Linked DNA regions of Rattus norvegicus: region 2 is linked to region 1. The links are chromatin contacts, called in public Hi-C maps. All regions are on one chromosome and are shown on one strand. The core of a region is the stretch at or near the end of the contact, and the rest is flanking DNA. Distances in the headings are between cores, read along the strand shown.

Region 1 (4,620 bases), core at 703-3,202:
GAGCTCCAGGACAGCCTGCTCTACCGATCTGAGTTCCAGGATAGCCAGGGCTACAGAGAGAAATCCTGTTTTGAAAAAACAAACAAACAAACGAAATTTAAATTTAAACAGACCACAAAAATAAAACAACTACTGTCTAAGGCTGGGGTCTGCAGCAGTCTCTTCTTAAACACAGTGTGCTCAGAACATCAACACAACCCCAGCCTGTCACCACCCTTTGCCAGTGCCACCTGCTGGTCCCCAGCAGTCTGCAAGCCAAGTCCCCTGCTCCTCAGCTCATGGCCCACCCCACACAGACAGCCATCCCCACCACAGCAGCCCAGGGGTGCAGCTCGCATCACACATATCCAGGTTCAGGGCCCAAGGCACCTTCTAAGGTTTCCCAGCCACCCTACTGTGTCTTTGAATCTTCTACTGGGGGAATGCTGCGTTCAAACTAGCTGGGTCCTGAACAAGAGAGGCAGGCCCTTATCCTATACAACAGACCCAGTCCTGAAGTCTGGCCTCAAGTTTGCATTTGCAATCTATCTAGCCTCTTGCGTGTCTTATCGACCAGTGTGGTGTTCTTGCTCAGTTCCCAAAACCTAATAAATCTGCAGAGGCATATGAGGGCTTTACAGTATCAAACGCAATGGTTTATATGCTTCTGCTATCCGTCTGCATCAAAAACCAAAAGCCCTTCAAAGCATGCCCCGTAAATACCCTGGCACACCCGGGCCGTGAAAGCAGGCTCAGGCCTAACATGTTAATAAGATTAATTGAAGTTGTGATACACATTGGAAGAGCTTCATCTGAGCCTTCCATGACCTCACTCTTTAAAGCCCCAGTCACCACTCCGCCAATACCCTATATGGTTGTGCTTTTAAAACCAGGTCGTGTGCCAATCGGCAAACAGCCACTCGTTTGTTTGGAGCCAGAAAACAAACTTGGAGGTGGCCCGGCTCTTCAGGAGTGCCCTAGTCTTAGGTCCCAACCCTAAATGTATAACAGATTACACTCAGCCTTAGACATCACAGGTTGAAGCGTTTTCAAAGGAAGTCAATAGCGATGTCATTCATTTCTGAATGGTGACACAATTCATCGCTGGTTTTAATTGGTTCTCTCTCTCTCTCTCTTTTTTTTTTTCGGGTGCATGAAGTAAGAGAGAGGCCAGGCACACACAAATGTGGCTAATCTGCCCAGGCAACTAGGAAAAGAGTGAGGTGGCTGGGGAGGCAGAGCGTGGGCAAAGGTCAGCCCAGGTTGCCCTGGAGACAGGAGTTTTTTTAAGAACATGTCAACTCAAGGCCTCCGTTTTTTGACTAGCATGGCCCTGAACTATGGTCTTTGTCCCCTTACATCATCTAACACTCACTTTTACCAGCCTGCAAAGCTCCCCTAATCAAGCACTACAAAGTAATCATGCTGAAGATTAGGAAAATTAACTGAGAAAAATAAAGATAAGAAAGTGCCTGAAGCCAGGAAGGAAGAGAGAAAGAGAGAGAGGCTCAAAAACAAAACAAAACAAAACAAACCAGACCTGCTGCCCCAGATTCCAGCAGATTAAGAATCTCACTGGAGGGGTTGGGGATTTAGCTCAGTGGTAGAGCGCTTGCCTAGGAAGCGCAAGGCCCTGGGTTCGGTCCCCAGCTCCCGAAAAAAAGAACCAAAAAAAAAAAAAAAAAAAAAAAAAGAATCTCACTGGTGCAATCTGGAGGTAGACCCTGGAGTCATCAGTGGTCACAGACCATCAGCTAAGGGCACTTACTACCAGGGCTCAGGATCCTCCTCCCTCTCCCACCTCAGGTCAGCCCAGGGACACTGGAAGTTTCCACAGAGTCAGAGTCTAGTGGTAAAATCTCATGCCGCCACAGCCTCCATGACTTTTGAAACTCTGTGGGTAAGGCCAGGTTCCAGAGAACGGAAATCCAACAGGCTTGTTTGGAGACTAGAAAGGAATGCTGGGATGTGGTAGGCCAGTGAGGACGGCTGAGAAACCCTGCATGTGGTTCCTCCACCAACAGGCTCTAAGAGTCAGTCAAGGGCAGAGACAGGCAAACAAAACTCCTGGCAACTTTGCCAGGTGACACCTAACTTACAGAGAAAAAAAAAGTCTTAGTAAAATCAGAAGTTAGGGGGGTTGGGGATTTAGCACAGTGGTAGAGCGATTGCCTAGCAACCACAAGGTCCTGAGTTCGGTCTTCACCTGGGGGGGTGGGGGGTGGGGGGTGGGGGACGGACTTAGGTTCTATTCCCACCCACACACAGGAGGGTTCACAACCACCCATAACTCCAGTTGCAGGGGGATCTGACACCCCCTTCTGGCCTCTGCAGGCACTGCATGCACACGGCACACAGGGAGACACAGGTAAAATGATCTGAAACAGGTCTATGGGAAAGGATTGGGTTGTCTTTCTTTTTCCTGTTACAAGTGTAAGTTACCTCCATATGAAAGGAGGCTTAACTCCACCGTAGGCTCTGTGTTTCCAGGTAACAAAAGTATAAATGCCAATGGCCAGAACAACGGGGAGACCATGTCCAAGAGGTCACACTGAACTCCACTGTGGCTCAGATTAACATAGTTCTGATCCCCACCACCACCACCACATACCACCCTGCGGCCTCACTAATGTGCCAATCTGAGCATTCTTAGCGCTTGCTTGAACTTACACACCCCAGGTCCACAGCACCAAAAGGAAGGAGTCACGCTACAGGTGAGCCCAGGACCCAGCAGATCCTGAGACTTATTCTACTAGTAAGTATCCTAGCTCTGACTGCTTGCTTTTACAGAAATATGACAGTCTGAAAAGCCCACAAGGAGTTTAGGTTAAACTGTTTATATCACTAGCTCTCATTAACTCAACCCAGCCATCCCTTGTCAGAATATTCCTGCACTGCCCCCAAGATGACTCTTTTGATAAGCTGGTTCCGAGCCCTTAAAAGGCATGGCTCAAATCATACTGACTCCTTCTGCCAAGAGAAGACACAGTGAAGGTGCTTGCCCCACTTGGTGGCCTGTACCTCAAAAGGACACTGCCAGCCCAGAGCAAGCGCCACGGAGGACGCCGGCCAGCCCCTGTGCCTTGGTGGCGCCATCTCCAGAGTGCTGATCCAAAACTGGCTTTGCAGCCCTCGGGATTATCTTCTTTCTCCTTGCCAACGTGGTCAGATTGCACACTCTGGGGTCAAAGAAAACCAGGAACCCTGCAGAGGGAGCTCCCTGTCGTCCTCTATGGGAATCCTCTTCCTGCCTCCTGCTCTGTGGCAGCTGGGAGAAAATGTGGGAAGGATCCGGAGGTGTAAGCTACCCAGAGTGTGTCAGAACACAGGCTGGCCAGACCAGGACCGTGGCATGACAGGAGAGATGTCCACAGAGTAGCGAGTGCTTAGTGCTCCCTGCTCAGTGAACCCAGCCTAGTGGCCTAGCCCATACCCACTCGCTGCCTTAGAGAGCTCTGGCACCACTAACAGCAAAGACTCAAAATTAGGATTCAACTCCACACTAAGGAGTAGGAGGTGTCTCTATCCCTCAGCCCCATTCTGCTGCTCTTTTCTCCCACAGTATCTCAAGCAGAGGTCGCCACCCCTAACTCCAAGGCGGGTTGGAGAGCTCCCCCTGGTCAATCTTGTCACAGTTACTTCCCAGGCACTACCTGACACCCTTCACAACTGACAGGCTGAGTGGTGGAGGCCGGTTACTTTACCAGAGAAGTACTCAATTAATTGTGTGGTAATTGGAAGTGTGTGATGACGCTACACTTGGCAACTAAAGAATTCCTACTTAGCCATGACCAAAGAGTCCATTCAAAACTTGTAAAACCATTTCAAGTATTGGGGGTCGGCCCCCCCAAGGGCCCAGATACCATCATATCCTTTGACGTACCACATAGCTCATGGAAAGAGTTTCTAAATGAAAAGAAAAGCCAGGGAGGACACTCTACTGCTCTACCAAGTACAAACACAGCAAATCAGTCAATCAGTCAATCAATAGCCAGCACAGTAGACAGGGTGCCTGCCGCCGAGCATGTGGGTAGTCCTGGGTTCAAGTCCTGGGAACCCATAAACTGGGTGTGGTGGTATATGCCTTTAATCCCAGCACTCAGAGCAGAGCCGGTGTTATCCTTGGCTACTCGGCAAGTTTCAGGCCAGCCTGGGAGACCTAATAAAGAAGTGCCCAAATATGGCAGTATGCCAAAATGCTAACAGTGTTTGTCCTTCATCTGCGGAGGTCTGGAACACACACACACTTCTCTTTTTCCATAAAAATATATAAGAATTACAAACATTCCAAAAGCCTTCTTCAGGGTCTGGTTGGCTGAAGAGAAGAAGAAAGTGAAGTCTGGGGCTGGAAAGTGGCCTTTCATGTACAGAAAATAAACAGCCTTGGCAACAAAAATAACCTTAAGTCACCTGAGCACTTCACCAGTGAGACTGAGTCCCACGGTCATGCCCACTGCCCCCAAAGCAAACAGAGGCACCAGCCGGGCAAGGCTGATAGCCATCTGCACCTACAGACAGCAGAAATGGGGGGGGGGGGTGTGGGAGAGGAGAGGAGAGGAGAGGAGAGGAGAAACTACAGCTGTAAGGTAGACAGTCTGTGAAAACACATCACACACACTCACAAATACACACCCATGCTCA
Region 2 (4,929 bases), core at 166-2,665, 47 kb after region 1:
AAGGTCGCCCTAGTAAACAGAGCAAGTCTGAGGATAAGTGCAGGATATCACCCACCCTTAGCCCTTCACTAGCTGTTGTTCAAAATACTGACTTCATCCTAGCCTCTCCTCCTTTCAGTTTGGAAATTTAATAGACCAGAAAGTCTAGAACTTCCAAATCTGATAAAGAATTTTTACTTTAGAAAATGGCCTGTTAAACTTAAAAGGGTTAGCAAGGGGCAATATGGGCAGAGGTTCCTCTCCACCAAAATCCCCATCACTGGGCCCCCTGAACGACTAGTCTCTTGTTTTTCAACTCCAGAGCTGACAGAAACGTCCCGTGTGAGTCTGCAGTGTTTTTAGAAGCAACAAGTTTGCTCCGTTAAAGCACTTATATCTGACGAGAGTGGCCGAGCTGGCCACGTTCCCTGGTGTGGCTTCCAGGGCCAGAAGGCCACCGCTTTAAGCGCCGACCTTACAAGTTCGGCCAAAGTGCCCCGTTTGGAAGACGCCCCTAAAAAATAAAATAATCCTTGTCAGGATCTGTGAAACTGGCACAACTTCCCGTGCTGACTTTTTCCAAGCCATACTTCCCACGGCACCCTTCCTCCAAAAAAGGAAGAAACCGGCGTAGAGCTCAGTCCTCTGGAGTTAAGTCTACCTAGGACGTGTGCAGCACCCGCAAACTGGACCTAATGCGACCCAGACTTTAGTGAGCACCTATGATCGCCCGGTCTATTCACCCTGCAGCTTGCCCGCACGGGGGTTGCTCGGTCATTCCGGGCCATTGAGTGCCTTCATGCTACGCAGGGCCATCGAGCAAACTGCAGCTAGAAGCAAACTGCAGCTAGGACGGCGCAGTGACCCGGCCATTACCCAGAAGGGCTGCCGAAAGAGCCATCCCGAGTGGCCCGGGGACCTCCCGGCTCCTGGAGCTGCTCCCGCAGCCGGCGTCCCCAAGCAGAGCGGCCCAGGACATCTGGCTCCGCGCCCTTCCACCTCCTTCCCTCGCCGCGGGCGGCCCACGCCCACTACACTGGCTCCCAGCACCTTTCAGGAGCCGAAAGGGCAAAGGCCACTCTCAGCGCCCTGCAGCCCGCAGGCGAGCATCGCCCAGCGCGGGCGCAGACACGTGGAGCCAGGACCCCGAGCACGCCACTCACCGGCTGACCCGAACGGGACTTGCCCGGAGGCGCTCTCCTGAAGAAGGAGGTCCTGGCGGTGAAGAAAAAATCCTCCGCGTCCTCCTCGAGGCTGCTGTAGCCGCTGCTCATGCTGCTGGTCCGGTTGCGCTCAGGGGGCCTCCCCGGGGCGCAGGCGGCCAGGCCGGGGTGCGGCGCCCGACCGCCCCGTGAGGTTCCCGGCGCGCGGCCCCGAGCCGCCGGCCGGCCGTCCAGCTGCAGCTGCGGCCGCCGCTCAAGCCGCCCTCCAGTCCCCTCCCGCAGTCTTCGCCGCCCTCTCCCCGCGCTGCGGCGCCACGACCCCGCCCCCTTCTGGACCCAGCCCCCGGCCTGACAAAGCCCCGCCCACTTAGGCCAGGCTCCGCCCAGTCAAGACCCGCCCCCACTCAGTCATCGTCCCAGCAAGGCCACGCCTCCGGCAGTCAAGGCTCCACCCAGGTCCCTCCCCACAGGCCAAGACGGCTGAGTTCCGCCCAGCTCCGCGCGCGCAGGTGGGGACCGGTCCACGGCTCCCAGTCACGCCCTCGGGCCCAGCAGAGGTGGAGAGTGGGGGGGAAGTCGGGTTCGAGCGCCGCCCCTGGTGGGGCTTCCCCAACCGCCCGGAAATTCCGAATTCCTAAGTGACTCCCCGCTACTGGAGCCGAAAGTTTTGGAACGGGCCGGAATATAATGGAGAACTTTTCCCACTCTTCTTCGGGCTCGGCCTTGGTGGTACTGGCCTCCATGGAGGGGGACGAGCCACAGCGTGCGGCTGGCTCCTCCCTGACCATTCTAAGTTAGCAAAGGTGGGTGGGGTAAGAGCGACTGGGTTGTGCTTATTTGAAAGAAAACATCCTTTCTGGTTCTTTTGAACTTCGGTAGTAAAGCTTCCCCGCCTCCCTGTGGCGAAGGCGCGCCCAAATGTGGATGGCTAAAGCAATCGAGATTTTGGGGGACAAATTTCATAATCACCGAACAATCCAGTAGTTTTAATTTAATGTACTTTATAAGTGTCGCCTTCCACAAGCAGTTTTACACAGTCACCTCCTGAGGGGCAAGTAGATTAGACCACCCTGTTCACCCATACACCAAAAAACAAGGTTTCCCTTTGGGAGAAAAAAGTCCTCGCAATCAGCTAAATGTTTAAAATGCGACATTTTCTTTGCTTAGGGTCACCTGGAGGGGTCGTTTTCACCTTGGCGTGATGGAGTTGACTTAAATCCTACTAACTTACTTGCAAGAGACCTTGATGGGAAAGAGGTTTTGAAGCTTTAAGACGCTATGGTATGCAGGCTGTAGCAGAAGGTTCTTTTTCTTTTTTTAGAGGGGGTTTTTTAAAGAGAAAGTCATCACTGCTTATGGCTAAATAAGCTCTTTTCTCCACTGCTCTCCCAGTGCTGGGACTAAAACAGAAAGATAGCAGTCGCCTTCAGGCCGAGACGGCTGCTTCTGTGGCGCCTCGGGTTTTTGTATAACCCTTTCTGGGATAAGAACTGGGTGAGTAACTTTCACTCCAGAACCAGGAGGAGGGAAAACTAGACCAGAGAGAAGACAGGGAGAAGGAAAAGAAATGGTTCCTAGATCATCCCTTCAACCCTCAAGCAGAAAGGAGGCTGGCTAATCTGCCTTCCTGTAGGTTTACTCACGTGTCCAACTTGCAAAATAGCCTTTCACTCCAGGGGAACTCACCCCCAGAGGGGCCTCAGAGTCACAGCCTATTTTAAAAATCCAAGGAAAGGGTAGAATAAATAAAATAGACTCAGGCCCGCTCAGTTTTGAAAGGACTTATTGTCAAACACTGAACTGAATTTGTAAGTGGACTGAATCACCATACACTTCCCACTGATAGAGGAGCCTATTGGTTTAGATTCTCATGAAATGCCTGCTTATCTCGTCTTTCTATGTTAACTGGGGAACGTGCTTAAAAGTTAGAAAATGTATACAAAGTAGCTTTGTCAGAGCAATGAGAGAAATAACCCATGCCATATTCTGTAAAATATGCACAGGAGGATAAGGAGTTAGTCCTGTAGCTGTGTGTGGGAAATACTTTTCAGGCAGAAGGAAGAGCATGTGGAAAGGTCCTGTGGCAGGAGTGAGCTGGCTGGGCATATTCAAATTAGAGCAAGAAAAGCAATGTTTCCTAACTGTGAGTGGAATGTTTCCTAACTGAGTGGAAGGGCCAGTGTTGAGAACTTTTGTCCGAAGAGTAACAGTAACAGATGTAGCTCAGTGGCAGAGTGCTTTTCTAACATGTATAAGGTTCAACCCCCTGGGTTCAATCCCCAGCTTGAAAAAATTAAAAGGTAAAACGTAACAACCACAAAAAAGCCACTATGCTATAAAGGTTTTGCTTTTTGTTTTTTACCAGAGATTTTGAGCAAAGGGATGGTAACATTTGACTTGCCTTTATAAAGTACTCAGTTACTGAGCAGAGAATAGAGTTAGATGGCATGGGTGTTTGGTGTCTAGAGGGATGGCTCAGTGGTTAAGAGTATTGGCAGTTCTTCCAGAGGACCCAGGTTTGATTCCCAGCACCCACATAACAGCTTAAAACTGTCTGCAACTAATACCCTCACATAAACATACATGATGGCAAAAACCAATGCATAAAAATAAACTATTTTTAAATGATATGAAAATGCAAACAAATAAAACAAAGGGTTATATTTTTTTCACTCCTGAAAGTTTCTTGTAAGGCAGATTATGAAACAGTATGCATGACACAATCACATCTGTGTACCTGCAATTACAGGTGACATTCTTACTGTGTACTAAGACAGCAGATATATCATCACAGAGATTTATCCTAAAGGTCACACCGACCAACCACTAATTCACTGGTGCCTGTGTGACCTGGAAGAGGATGGCCTAGGGACAGACAGACCAGCATTGGAAGGAGAGACAGCACTCTTAAAAAAAAAAATCCAGCCAGTATTTAATCAGAAAGAACACATTCTTGGATCCCATTACAGATGGTTGTGAGCCACCACGTGTTTGCTGGGATTTGCGGGACCTCTAGAAGAGCAGTCAGTGCTCATAGCCAATGAACCATCTCTCCAGCCCAAGACAGCACTCTTGCTTATTGGTTTTATGTCATTTTTTTTGTATTTTATGTGTATGGACATTTTGCATGCATCTATGTCCGTGTACCACAAGTGTGTCTGGTACCCCCAAGGCCAGAAGAGGGTGTCAGATCCCCCAGAAATAAAATTATAGGCAATTATGAGCCGACATGTAAGTCCTGGGATTTGAACCCAACCCAGGTTCTCTGTAGGCAGAGTTCTTAATTGTTAGCCTCTCTCCAGTGCCTGTTGCTTATTCTTTTATGACTTTGGCCCCCTCTTGGGACAGGGGTCTCAACATGTAGCCCTTGAACTCAGTATAGCTATGGAGACGAGGCTGGCCTCAACCTCAAGAGGTCTACCTGCCTCTGCCTCCTGAGTTCTGGAATTAAAGGTACCCCGCTGTTGTGTGACTTTTAAAATTAATTAGCTACTCTGTGACACAGGCTTGTCTTCAGCAGAGTTGGAATAACAATGTTCCCTTTTTATTCTCTTTGGCTTACTGTAAGAATGAAGTGAAAGAAATTTCAAAAATCCTTGACAGAATGGGGCCAAGGGAATATGAGTCCTTTTACCATAAATATTAGACCTTGATGGATACTCCGCATCTTATACCCATTTCTTCTTTGATCACTAAACACTTTGGCCCAAGTATCCTCCTTGGATAAAAGGTTCTGTGGCAGCTCAGGGGTTTGGCTTAAGGCCAGTCAGTCATGGTTGCCTTCATT

What was found. A called contact is a pair of places that touch in the nucleus more often than the background predicts.
Region 2: a Hi-C map of liver shows a contact between it and region 1, with 3 times the contacts expected there. The contact joins the promoter of Rassf3 here to the enhancer-like site in region 1. A contact is called at or near these places in 6 of 12 Hi-C or Micro-C datasets (Schwann cells, kidney, liver and 1 more).

The regions. Positions count from the first base shown.
Region 1 is chr7:58,836,944-58,841,563 of GRCr8, forward strand. The region is part of intron 1 of Rassf3 (Ras association domain family member 3); the gene reads right to left. Among named protein-coding and RNA genes, the nearest start is that of Rassf3, 47 kb to the right of the region's middle. Within about 2 kb of position 1,953, at least 10 of the 93 cell types and tissues checked have an H3K27ac peak or open chromatin away from gene starts, as enhancers often do. A contact at or near this core is called in kidney and liver, where this site is marked.
Region 2 is chr7:58,884,605-58,889,533 of GRCr8, forward strand. It overlaps Rassf3 (Ras association domain family member 3), which reads right to left and starts at 1,416. Exons shown (of 5, transcript NM_001108747.2): 1 at 1,143-1,416. The coding sequence starts at 1,253.